Linked DNA regions of Hordeum vulgare: all the other regions are linked to region 2. The links are chromatin contacts, called in public Hi-C maps. All regions are on one chromosome and are shown on one strand. Each heading gives the region's core, a stretch centred on a gene start, on an enhancer-like site or on the middle of the called end of the contact. The rest is flanking DNA. Distances are from core to core; before and after follow the strand shown.

The links. A called contact is a pair of places that touch in the nucleus more often than the background predicts.
Region 1: a contact with region 2 is called in a Hi-C map of seedling, with 3 times the contacts expected there. The contact joins the promoter of LOC123412796 here to the promoter of LOC123409685 in region 2. A contact is called at or near these places in 2 of 6 Hi-C or Micro-C datasets (leaf and seedling) and 1 of 1 datasets of contacts at active chromatin or transcription factors (embryo).
Region 3: a contact with region 2 is called in a Hi-C map of leaf, with 5 times the contacts expected there. The contact joins the enhancer-like site here to the promoter of LOC123409685 in region 2. A contact is called at or near these places in 3 of 6 Hi-C or Micro-C datasets (leaf and seedling).

The regions. Positions count from the first base shown.
Region 1 is chr7H:42,094,150-42,098,820 of MorexV3_pseudomolecules_assembly, forward strand. LOC123412796 reads right to left here and starts at 2,957. Exons shown (of 1, transcript XM_045105739.1): 1 at 2,382-2,957. The coding sequence starts at 2,873. The coding sequence ends at 2,526.
Region 2 is chr7H:42,283,978-42,288,482 of MorexV3_pseudomolecules_assembly, forward strand. LOC123409685 (protein HEADING DATE 3A) reads right to left here and starts at 1,939. Exons shown (of 3, transcript XM_045102551.1): 1 at 1,604-1,939; 2 at 1,124-1,185; 3 at 185-1,014. The coding sequence starts at 1,804. The coding sequence ends at 744.
Region 3 is chr7H:42,458,416-42,462,978 of MorexV3_pseudomolecules_assembly, forward strand. No RefSeq gene overlaps it. Among protein-coding and RNA genes, the nearest start is that of LOC123409685, 170 kb to the left of the region's middle. Within about 2 kb of position 2,631, at least 2 of the 3 cell types and tissues checked have open chromatin away from gene starts, as enhancers often do. A contact at or near this core is called in leaf, where this site is marked.

The DNA of each region.
Region 1 (4,671 bases), core at 1,707-4,206, 190 kb before region 2:
GGAACCCATCACCCTGACAGTTGCGGGTCAAGCCGTGGTGAAGTACTGACTTACTTCAAGAAGTACGCCGGGGCAAGTGGAAGTAGGCAGACACAAACTCGCACGCTTTCTTCAAGAAGTACGCCGACGGTTGCAATGGCGCGGAGTTACACTCAGGTGGCGGCAGGGGATTCCTTACCCGACGATCGACTGTCGAGGCTCGAGACAATATAAGGCAAGGCGGCGCTCAGTGTGCAGTTCATGTGTGCTGTGGTGCTCTAGTGATGGAGCCATGGAGGCAACATTGCCCAAAATAAAAGCTTCCCTGCTCTGCACTTGTCTCAGGCCTTGTATAATGCTAGATGTTTAAGGAGGTGTTTAGAAAAATAAACTGGATTTTTCTGAAGCATGGTGCTTATTTCTACGGAAGAGACGCCTAACTAAACGTCTATCCTGGATAAATAAATACCGATGTTTAAAAAACCTGATTTATTTCTCTAAACATTTTCCCTAAGCATCTTGCATTGTACAAGGCCTTCCTGAATGATGCTTGATCCAACGGTTTATTCCAGACGAAATCTAGGAGAGCACAAACGTAGATTGCTGAGGTGCCTTGGTTTGTCTTGCCGTTGGTGCTAGTTCTATTTTAGTGTATGATTTTCCAGTTTTATCCCAGTGTTCTCTTGGTATTCTTTTCCAACAGTATGACGACAAAGCAACGGCTTGAGCAACCTTTGAGGTTTATTGTAGCTTATGCATGTTTAGTCTTTTGTATGCTTCTTTCTCCAGATATTTGGAGGGAAGTCGAGATGCAAATGATGGAGATGGAGACGACGACTTGGGAGGACTAAACTACAACTTCCATTTCATTTGGTTTAGGAAACATTAAAATAGACCGGTAGGGAAGGAAAAACTAGGGTGGAAACCAAGCTGAGATCAAATATTCTTCCCTGCAAAGATAGATGGCACATGCTAGGCCCAAATGAGCACTTCGCGTGGCGTGGCTCATGGCAGATGCTGGCCATTCGAGGGATGTCAGGTGTGTCCTGGGGCACCGGAAACTATTACGTACATCCGGACGGATTGTCCTTTTTCTGCCACCGTGTTGTATCATGTGAAATGTTGGACATGCAGAAGCACACTGAGGGCTTTTATTCATATTTTAATATTTCAAAAAATTCTGAAAAAAAATACATAGATGAAAGTATAATGCATAAGTGTTTAAATTTTTAGAAATAAATACTCCCTCCGTTCCTAAATATAAGTCTTTTAAGATATTTTACTAGTAGTCTACATACGGAGCAAAATGAGTGAATCTACATTCTAAAGTATGTCTATATACATCCGTATGTAGTCCAGTAATGAAACTTTTTTAAAGACTTATATTTAGGAACAGAGGGAGTACGTTCAAATGAGGGCTATGCAAAAAGACAAATCTAAGGCATTTTAACGCATGATAGTATTCATCCTTCCGGACCATGAATTTGTCTTTTTTGTACAGGTTGCGTTCCAAAGTATTTCGGCCTGAAATTTCACACACACACACGAATCACACCCTTGTTTAGTTGTACAGTTTTTTTTAGACTTTTAAAAACCAAAAATTTCGAATTTTGTATTTTTTTCAAAAATTCCAGCCTCCATGGAGGCCGGGTGCCAAAACGCCATTCTCATGAGCTACCCGCAATCTAGAATAAGTACAAAAATGAGCTAAACCAGACAAGCCAAACTATGGTGCAATCAAAAGTTATTAAGAATGAACTAACTCGATTAGCTAGTTTAATAGAAGAAGAAATTCTGAACAGAGGAGACCAAAATTGATATGGTCAAGCAGCACTCAGGGAAAACAGATAAGGGGAAACCAAAAATATGACCATGCCATTTCCCTTTTAGAAAACCTTGCAAGCATGGCAGAATCCTACATCCTTCGGCACATGCTACCCCTAGGTAGCTTCAATACAACTGTACTGGAAATGTTTTCTTTTAATAGGATGGCTCAATGTTGACCTGGGATAAAAGACGGCTCAAGGTTGTTCTGAAAAAAGTTGGCTTGGGGTTGTTCTTCAAAAAAAGATGGGTCAAGGTTGTTCTTCAAAAACAGAAGTTTCAGGCTACCGCCGTTTCATATTCAATTGTCCTATATAGAAAGGGTGGTTCATGCTAAACAAAATGCATTTCACTGCAACCCCAATCCTACGAGATGACTGCTCTCAATCTCTAACATCAACTCGCCATCATATAATGTTCCCTACTCAGAGTTCATCCTCGAGTCGCTACACTCTGACTGAAAGCATGCCTAATTCAAGATACAGCCAGCAGTCACTCCAATCCAAGTTCCCACTTCATCTCCTTCCAGATCAATTTCATGCAGAGAACCTTACAAGATTACATGCGAAGATGGTATAGTACTCTGAAACTTAAGAACCGTTGTTCAGTACAAGAGCCAGATGTCTGAACTTATTCCCCAAACAGAGTAACATGGACACACGACCACCGCCATGCCATCCTTACGAGTACAAAGTAGCAGGGATCCAGGAGAAAGCTTACCCTCAGAAATCGGAGCAGCGGCCGCCGCGCTCCCAGTCGCCGTAGCGGGTGGGCTCGGGCCCGCGCGGGCCGCCGATCTCGCCCGTGGCCTCGTTTATGTCCAGGCCGCCGTCATCCTCCTCCGCAGCCTTCGTGGCGCCGGAACCACCACCGCCCTGCGCCTCGTCTGCCTCCTTCACGGCGCTCTGGGCTTCGCCCTTCTGGGCCGCAGCGGCCGGCGGCTGATCCGCGGGGGAGGCGGAGCTGGAGAACGCGGAGCGGAGGAGCGGCGAGGGGGCCGGCTTGGAGAGGCGGGAGAGAGCGGGGGCGGACGCGGAGGCGAGCCGGCGGAGGTGGTGGTTGGCCGCCATGGTTTTGGTCTGGCCTGCGTTGCTTGAGTCGAGATCGCGGCGTGTGCTCGCCGGGTCAGAAGACGGCTCGTGCGCTCGGGGGCGGTGCGCCCGTGCGCGGTGCCCACGCTGGCCACGTCGCGTACGGGCTGGCCTCGTGCATACACCAGTTCGGCCCAGGTAGAGATTGTACTGGCTCAGGTATGCTCGAAATCACTAATGGTAGAGTTTTTTATTCAAAGGTCCCTCCCATATTTTCAGGTTGGCGTACTGCATCCGTGTTACTTATTATAACCTGCAAATTTTATTTATTTCATAGATTTATTACTTCTAAACATTTTATCTCATAGATTGTGCTTTCAAATCTTGAATCGTTTTCACCATTGAATTTCTGGCTTCGAGATATTGAAAAATAGATGTCATGTTGATAGGTTTTGACTAACTTTCTTTTTCAGAAAAAAAATCAAACGAAAAAATGTTCCTCTTGAGTTTTTTTCGTTTTCGAAAGAGACACGGCCATGCCTCTTGCAGAAGCAAATCCGCGTCTTCCGGAAAAAATGCATTTTTTTATTTTCGCGAGAGGCATGGAAGCAAAATTGTGCTTCTCGAGAAAGAAAACAAATGTGTTTATTCGTTTTCGTGAGGCACGTTCGTGCCTCTCACGGAAGCAAATCTGTGTCTCCTGCTAAAGCAAACTTATGCTTCTCGAGAAAGAAAAAAGAAAGAAAACTTTTTTTTTTGTTTCGAGAGGCATGCCCGTGCCTCCTACAGAACCAAAACCATGACTCTCGAGAACAAAAATGTATTTCTCACGCAATTTTTAATTTTTTGTTTGTACAAAAGCTAAGAAAGTCCTATGAAAAATCAAAACACCGACAAAATACAAAAAACCCATCTGAAAAGCCAAAAACAGGAGCAAAAATTAAAAAATATATAAATTTGAAGGAAGCTCCCATAAGGCGACACATGACGATGACTAAGAACGCACCATGACCCTTGGAAGGCCCTCGAAGGAGCGCTCCTTAGATGGTTGCTCCTAGGTATGTCTCGCTTGTCTTCAAAAAAGGTTGTGTCTCTCTTATTGATTCTGAGAGAGCGAGACATGGTTCCATTCGACTCCCTAAAAAACCTCCATTGGATTGGTAGAAAAGGGGCTCCATTGGACCCTTATAAAAAGGATCGTGCTAGGCGCCGGCCGACCGAGCGAAAAGCCCAGCTAGTCACGCGTAAGCCCTCTAATCTCGCTCCCCTAGCTTATGGATGCTTCCTTTCCCAATCACGATCTTCCCTCGTTTGGTCAACACACGAAAAAAATCCTCGAGTCTGTGGCCCCGAACGATGCAAGCGCCCATGCCCTCCGGCCATCACGTGTGCGTTTCCAGTGAGGGCAGCAGTCTCCTGCTTCCCTCATCTTCAACGCTGTTCATCACACCTCCTGCATCATAGCACCATATGCGACTTAAGGCCGCCGCTCGTTTGTCGCGACCCTCCCTATTGTAGCAAGTAGGAATGCCGCCCGCCTCATCTCCTCCTCCTCATGCTTCATTCGCGGCATCGGCCGATCGCAAGGTGCAATGTCCCCCAACGTCTATTTCAGCATGGTCACGGTTGTAGCTTCCGCGGTAACCGGCGTAACTTTTTCTGATTTTCCATGAATGGTGGCCACGAGTCATCGACCTGAATGGCTATAGCGATTTCCGTCGCCGATTGTATCACAATCCGACAATAGTTGAAACAATATTGTCACCGTTGCCATCGCGGGACGCATCGTCAAGGTGGATGGTTGTAACAATTCTCGTAACTGGTTGTAGCAAAAGCC
Region 2 (4,505 bases), core at 689-3,188:
GATATTTGGGAAGCATGATACAATAAGATATTTCTGAAACCTAGGACGGCAGACCGTGGAACTCAACTGAAAGAGACGCCACCTAGTTAGCATATTATATATACTACACACAGATACGATGGGCGCACCAGACATTAATTAATATTGTACATCAAAACATCACTGAGAAGTCACACCAGTCTCATGCATAACTTGACACATTTAATTATATATTGCCATAATCATGTGGAAATTGTACAAGACCCAACACATGCATGTGCCTTGCTACTGCGCTAAGTGTGTGCATAGCACTGTGTCTTGTAGCAGTCACTGTCAATTAGAGTACATGTTTGTCTCCCATGCATAACTATATGATTGACTGATGTTCATGCACCGCATAATTGAACACACAAGACAAACCTGCATATATGTACCAGGTACCTCTAAGTTGCACATATAGCGTGTAGCTCCTCCAATATTGTGTGTTGTATACTATTGGCATCAGTTTATTGCAGACTATATATATAGAGCAACACCAAGGCATTGAGCTAGGGTTCATGGGGCCTTAATATAATAATTAGTCTTGCTATGCATACATGCATATATAGGATATATGCAGTGTATGTGTTGCCAATATAGATATAATTTAATTAATGCTTAATTCGTGGCTGGCTTCTTATCACAAACCATATATACTACTAGTAAAGTAGCCACGTTGGATAATTTGGTGACTTGGCGGCCAGGTGGCGTGAGCGGTGAGTAGGTCAATTGTACATCCTCCTGCCGCCGGAGCCGGCCTCGCGCTGGCAGTTGAAGTAGACGGCGGCAACGGGCTGGCCGAGGTTGTAGAGCTCGGCAAAGTCCCTGGTGTTGAAGTTCTGGCGCCACCCGGGGGCGTACACCGTCTGCCGCCCCAGCTGCTGGAAGAGCACGAGCACGAAGCGGTGGATCCCCATGGTTGGACGAGGGCTCTCGTAGCACATCACCTCCTGCCCGAACGACGCCCCAGTTGTACCCGGGATATCTGTCACCAACCTGCACACACATGTACGTACACACACACACACACATGAGCTAGTCCGCTAGTGTATATCGATCTAGGGAAAAAGAAATCATTCAACTGAGTAACAATTACTGTACTTACCAGTGGAGATACTCTCTAAGGTTGGGGTCGCTAGGACTTGGAGCATCTGGGTCTACCATCACCTGCAGGCAGTATAAAGCATGCACATATCATGATCAGCACCAGCGAGAGTACGTACATAAGCTGATAAGCATATATGTAAAGATCGAGCGAGCATTAGTCATGTGATTGCAGAAGCTCCTATATATGATTAATGTTCCTGGAACGAATTGAAAAGAAAGCATAGAAAAATCATGATCAATAATACCAGAGAGCACAGAAAAATGGTACGTAGAAAATCATGTGCTTGCTAATTAACACAAATTACACGTGATGAACAGAAGCATCGAAAATCAATTTCCATCGAATAGAGAAGAAGCATCGAAAAGGGACGTACGTACTAGCTAGAGAGAGCCCGATCGTGCATGTGCGTGTGGTGAGCACTTTCAGTTTCAGAGCTAAATTAAAATTTGCATTAGATAGTGGTGATTGTGTACGTACGAGCGTGTAGAAGGTCCTCATCTCATTGCCGCCCACCTCCACCCTCGGCTGCTGGGCGACCATGGACGGCTTGAGCTCGCAGCCGTTGGACACGGCCCTGTTCCCGAAGGTCACCCTGAGGTTGGTGGTTCGGACGAAGGGGTCCAGCACGTCCCCCACAACCCTGCCGACAACCAGCGGATCCCTGTCCCTCCCGGCCATTTCTCCTTCCTTCTTAGAACAGATGGATCGGTTAGCTAGCTAGGGTATGAGGGAGCAAGCAGGGGTTCTCTGCAGAGAGCAGCAATGTAAGCTGTGAACTGAGGAGGTGGTGAATGGTGATGATGAGTGTTGCCCCGCGGCGGGTGGCCACTTTATATAGGGCCGAAAAGCAAGCTCAGCCTGGCAGTGGCAGGTTCCATGTCCATGTACAACACCAGTTCAGCTGCTGCTCTCCGCTCTAGTCCTTGGCGCTGCCAAGCTGGCGTGGCAACGGAATCTCGTCGTCCCTCTCGGTTGAATTGGTTCTGCCTTCTGTGGACGTGGTTCAATCGCCAGAGCTTTTGACCCCCCACAGGCAGAAGCGAGACCGATGGATGGATCTGTCTGCCGTAATAAGCTCCTGATCATGATCACCACGCTAATGGTGGTTTCTAGCTAGGCCGTGTCTGCTGGGGCGTAGGTTTGCGTTGCGTCCGGGGCTCTGCGCCGACCGGCGGCCACGCCGTGGCCGGCCGGCAAGCGGGCACCGGGAATGTCTGCCAATTAGCTCTAGCGCGAGACGACGGCGACCTGGGTGCATGCTTCCTTGGCTCGATTTGATGTAAGCTTCGATCATCAGCTGCTGCCGGCCGTACCTGGCCAGGTGTCGATTGGCGGCATAAATCCCGCCTCTTTCACGTGCACGGTGACGACGGGCAGGGACAGCAAGATCACACAGACTCGGCCGGGTTGTACGGGAGAGATGAGATGATTGGAGAGCAGGGTTATTCTTTCTGCTGGGGGCTCTGGCCTGGGTGTGTGCGTGGTCGGAAAGGATGAAGAAGACGGACTTTCCCGAAATGTTAGCTTACACGGGACGCGGCGGCCATATAAGGAAAAAGGCCGCCACGATCATTTTCCTGCGAGAATATATAAATGCCCGGCCCGCCTCAAGGACGAAATGATGCTCCACTTGTCCCTGGGCTGAAATAAACTCTCTCCAAAAAATGATATATCCCCGCTTTTGTTGCCTGGTTTCAACTCCAACACATCGATCTGAATGGGTTGCTTCACCTCTTGTTCGTTTGGATCGGTTGCCCGTTCGACATCCCTTCAATTTAAGATTTGAATCGGCAGTGCGTACAACATCCACAGTCCATATTTGTCGGGTGGCCTGCTGGTCGTCTTTTAAAAAAAATGCACATATTTTGCATTATTAAACAAGCATACATATAGATAAATAGCATAGTTTCACACCAAATAAAGCAGAGTTTTCAAATAAATAATATAGTTTTACAAATTGAATAAAAATTAAATTGTCTTAAATACATACAAAAAAGATAAATCTATTGGTTGTCAACATGAGCTCATATATACTCAACCAAATTATTTTGCAACTGCATGTGAGTTTTTCAATCATGCATTTCATAACGAAATTGAACGAACTGTTCAAACATTGCCGCTCCTCCATACTCAGACACAACATTCTCATCCTGAAACTAAAACCCTTGATCGTAGATACATTCCGAACACTCATCTTCTACGATCATATTGTGCATAATCACACAAGCTGCCATCACATTCCACAGCTTCTTGGTGCTCCAAGTCCTAGCAGGGTACCGAACGATGCCCCATCGAAATTACAAAACACCGAAGGCACGCTCAACGTCCTTCCTAGCACTCTCTTGCTCTTGGGCAAATCTTTTCCTTTTTTTCTCCGACACGGTTGGAGATTGTCTTCACAATAGTGGTTCACTGGGGATAGATACCGTCACCTAGGTAGTATCCTTTGTCGTAGTTGTGGTCGTTGATGGTAACATTCACCGGTGGGCTGTTGCCTTCCGCAAGCCTTGCAAACACCGGCGAGCGTTCAACCACATTGATATCATTATGTGATCCGACCATTCCAAAAAAGAGTGTTAGATCCAGAGATATTGCGAGGCCACGACCTCAAGTATGACAACGCAAGACCTAACATGCCCCTTATACTGCCCTTGCCAAGCGGTAGGGCAGTTCTTCCACTCCCAGTGCATGTAGTCTATGCTGCCAAGTGTTGGGGAACGTCGCATGGAAAATAATTTTTTTCCTAAGCGCACATAAGATCTATCCATTGTGATGACCATCTATGAGAGGAGATATTGGATCCACATACCCTTGTAGATCGCTAAGCGAAAGTGTATATAACACGGTTGATCTAGTCCAACGTCTTAGCGATCCTATCACGATCCGTCCCGCGAACTCCCTATCAAGTGCCGAACGGACGACACCTTCGCGTTCAGCACACGTACAACTCGATGACGTCTCCGCCTCCTCGATCCAGCAAGCGAGGGCGGAGTGGTAGATGAGTTGACCGGTAGCGCGATGGCATGACGGTGTTGGTAGTGGTGCTGTTCCGACAGGGCTTCGCCTAAGCACTATCGGAAAAGCTAGAGGAGAAATCGATCTAGGGAGAGAGGGGTGCGAAGGGCTTCGTGTGTACTCTTGGGGCACCCCCTCGTCTCTCTATATAGGTGGAGGGGCGTGAGTAAGAATCCCTGCAAGCCATAGGGAACAACCAAGGGGGAAGGAGGTGGAATCCTAGTGCCCTTCCTTCCCTTCCATACAAAGGTGGACTCTCCACCTTTGCCAACTGCATGGGCCTTGAGGGACTTGTGCGCTTGGCCCAATAAGGCCACGACGTCTCCCCTCAGCCCATGAAAACTCTTGGGACGTGGTGGAACCC
Region 3 (4,563 bases), core at 1,381-3,880, 180 kb after region 2:
GCATTAGTTTTCTCGTGTGATTCACGCCTCTTGTTGGCTCCTATGTTTAGCAATGATTCTCACCGTGCCCCATGTAGATTAGGTTTAGGTTTACGCACAGGTGCGCATAAACAGTTTGAAGACAACCTATTCAAACTTTTACTATAGTTTACTTTATTTTTTGCTACCAGCGCATTCTCGAACTGTACTTAAGGAAAGCAAATTAATATGAACATACAACTAATTGCTGGTTTTCATGTTTTGCACTCAACCCTTTTTGAACAACCCCTATAAGGCGTCAATCCTAGTACTTACAAACACATTGTTGGTAATGTAAGTAAATTGACTGTATTTAGTTCGCTAAAAATAAATTAGAGTAACCAAAAGTCCCATATAGCATTTCAAACATGTCAAACAAAATTCAAATCTACGACGTTGCAATTGTAATCTCAGTCATTGGAAATTTTGACAATGCAACCAAACATTATGATACAACTTTCCCAGATGACAAAGAAAGGGCACTTGGATCAAGCCAGATCTAAATCCTTCAAACCGTTGGACAGTAGGATATTACCATGAGAATCAGGTTGCATTTGCACGGCCTCCAACAGGGGGATCTTTTCCTGAGTTTGCACGGCCTCCAGCGGCCAGTAGGATCTGTATCGTCACTGCATTTGCATGGACTGCAGCGCCCGGAAGGATCTTTATCTGTGCATACGCATGGCCCTGGGGATATCTTTTTCTTCCTGGAGGATAACACGGGCCACTTTGCATGCAACTTGCAGTCCCGCTCTTTCAAGGAAATACTCCTGCTTGTGGAGCCAGAACTTCGAGAATGAAGAGATGTGTAGACGTTTCCATGTCATTGCCACCACGATTCTCCTGTCCCTCTCCCCCACGAGCAGCGATGACGTAGCCCAAATTTCAGACATTTTTTTGCTAGTTCTAAATGTTTCTACCCTAGATTAATTACTTGTCTCTTACTTATGTTTAGAAAGTGTATATAAAGTATCATCGTGGAAAAAAAATGCATTGTAAGACTAAGACATACGGGTGGGTTGATAATTCACTGTAAATTCTCGTGTTTGTAACATCTCTTCCGTAGTAGTGAAGATCTCCGCCCTACATTTTCCGAAAACTATTTTCCACATGAAAACTGTGTGTCTCTTGTTATTGATTTACTTACTATCTATTGATATCTACTCCCTCCGTTCCTAAATATAAGTCTTTTTAGAGGTTTCACTAGGAGACCACATACGGAGCAAAATGAGTGAATCTATAATCTAAAGTATGTCTATATACATCCATATGTATTTCCCTAATGAAACATCTAAAAAGACTTATATTTAGGAACGGAGGGAGTAATATTTTTGGCTCTGGTAAGGTCCCGACATCTTCAAACCCCACATATGCCCTCTTTATTTAGTACGTCATGATGATGCAGAGGCCGCGGTCCTCCACTTTTCGAGATAAAAAAGAAAAGAAAAATTGATATCCAATATTTTCTCGACGATAGGCTACTCAAATTTTGAGCATCCAAATTTTCCATTTGATTTGTGCCCCATGTGACTCCAATAGCCGTCGACGAGATTCTCAGCCACTCCCCGAGATTAAGTTTGGTACCTAGGTTTGCTTGAATGGTTTCAAAATGTTGTTCCAGATTATAGCCATGTCTTTGCAAAAAAACACTCAAGGGACAGAACAGAGAGGAGTATTAAATAAGAGAGGCATGTTATCTCGATCATTGTATTATTCATTGGTAGCATGGTATGTTTTTGCTAAATGATATGATATTTATAGCTGTAACATGCCATTATTGGCTTATTTCACGTGGAGTAATTGAGAATCTTCTCTTATTCTCCCCACATCATCTAATGATTAGTTATAGCGCTTGACTTGCAAGTTTCATGAAATACTCCCTTTGGGTAACATATGTTTGTGCAAATATGTCAATCTTACTGTTTAGAAACACTTTGTTTCGGTGAAAGGATACTAACTATATATTGTACTAAAGCTACGCCAATTAATTTGAATTGGTGGGAGTAGTTTTCTTTTTTGCTATTTACTCCCTAGAGGAAATTAAATGGCGTGAAAATTATGTAGCATTCCAAAAGTCAAATCCATCATTCGAACTCTTGCCGATCGAAGAGAACATTCACTACGGGAAAAACACATGTTGTCTAGTATTTTCGTATAAACTTACTGTTATCTCTAGTTTACTCGGCTTAGCATAGTACTCCCTCCGTTCCTAAATATAAATCTTTTAAGCGATTTCAATAGGTGTCTACATACGGAACAAAATGATTGAATGTACACTCTAAAGTATGTCTATATACATCCGTATATAGTCCACTAGTAAAATCTCTACAAAGACTTATATTTAGGAACGGAGGAAGTATATTGTTTAACTGGTTTTTAAATTTAAATCAACTTTCCGAGATGACAAAGAAAGGGCACTTGCTTGGATCGAGTGGATCTAAATCCTTCACGCCGTTGGACAAGGAGATGTTACCGTGAGAATCAGATTGTATTTGCACGGCCTCCAACGGGCATGATCTTTTCCTGCGTTTGCATGGCCTGCAGCGGCCGGGGGATCTTTTATCTCTGCATATGCATGGCCACCAGGAGCATATCTTTTTCTCCCTGGAAGATAACCGGCGCCACTTTGCTTGCAACTTGCACAGCTGTTTCAACGGAAATACTCTCGTGTGTGGAGACAGAACTCCGACAAGGCGAGAAAGATAACGACCGGGCACGTGCACGCTTCAGTCACTTCTCACGCTTCCAATCCTCCTCCTATTGGTCCTGTTTGGATACTCTAACTTGGCTAGAGGTTAGAGTTAGTTTCTAACTTTAGTCTAACCATAAACTAACTCTAGCCTTTGGTGATGTTTGGATGCAAAGGTTAGTTTGACAATAAATACACCTTTTTCAATCATGTGTCTCTTTTAACCAGGATTTGTTGTGGCAAGCTCTTGTGTAGGCCTGGTGCAGGTGTATGGAGAAGGATGTAGAGGATCTAATGCGGTTAAAATATTATTATTTTTACTTGTCCATCCTCAACTAGCTCCAATTAGCACCTCTTCTCAGGGCTAGTTTTTTTGATGGGTTAGTTTGCATCTAACCCAAACTAGCCCATGTGTTTGGATACTTTGAGAGCTAGTTCAGCTCAAACTAGCTCAAACTAGCTCTAGCACTGGGATCCAAACAGGGCCATTGTTCCACTTCTCACGCTTCACGGCAATAATATATCTCACTTATTATAGCAGTTAATACCGGAAATTGCTTTCGCACGCCGAGCTCTATGAAGGCCTTTAAATATAAACTTGAAGTTTCATAAAAATTGATATTTTAATAGTTCAAAAAATTCTGAAAAAAATACATAGATATATTAAGGTATGATACACAAGTGTGTAAATTTTCAGAACTAAATACGTTGAAAGGAGGGCTATGCAAAAAAGACAAATCTGAAGTTTCTTAACACATGACACTATTCATCTTTCTAGACCATGAATTTGTCTTTTTTATACAGGTCGCGTCTTAAAATATTTTGATCTGAAATTTTACACACACACGGATTACATACTTGTTTAGTTGTATATTTTCTTTTTCAGATTTTCTGGAACCAAAATTTTTGATTTTTTTTTTCAAAAAATTCGGCCTCATGGCTCTGGAAGCCAAACGTCCGTTCTCAGTTAATACAATATATATTAATACAATAGTATACGAGTAGTATACAAGTAGTATTTTTCTACAAATGGACCCGTTTTTACTACTCCCCGTTTCTAAATATAAGTCTTTTTAGAGATTTCACAAGGAGACTACATACAAAGCAAAATGAGTGAATCTATACTATAAAATGTGTCTATATATATATCTGTATGTAGTTCCTTAGTGAAAACCTCTAAAAAGACTTATATTTAGGAACGGAGGGAGTAGTATTTTTTGTTACAACCTAATTAATGAGTTGAAATCACACTTTTTTTGACAACGACAGTCACATCTCGCTATATGTAAATCTAGGATTATTACTTTTATAAAGCATTAACACAAAGCTCATTTTGTGATTACTGGCGCAGTTTTCCAGCCTAATAATTGATCTTTGTAAAAGTCAAAATTTCTGATTGGTCAAACCGAAAAGGTTGAGGAGTAATATAAACGCGCGGCGGCCGGGTGGGGGGAGGACTGAGCGAGGGGCGGCCTGCTGGGGAAGTTTTGGAGGACTTGGAGGGTTGCTGCAATCTGAGAATGAGATGATGGCCCGAGCCCCCCGTTAGGCTGTGCTCGAAAGGCGGCGTTGGTGAATCTGGCCGTAGTCGGGTGAATCTACAGCGGTGAACTTCTACAGTGCCCCTACGTGGCTAGGCCACCAAAGAAGAGGCCCGAGTCCCGTTAGAGCAACTTTATCACACCCCGCATCTCCGCCGGCCGGCAAAATGCGTTTGCAGTTCGCGTAAAACCGTTTTTGCGGGCCGGCGCAGGTTGACACAGATGTAGACCCCGTATAATGGACCCGTAAAAAAGTATATTCGCGGAATATGTTTTTTTACAGATCGGCTTCTACGGGTTCTGATCTGGCGCAGC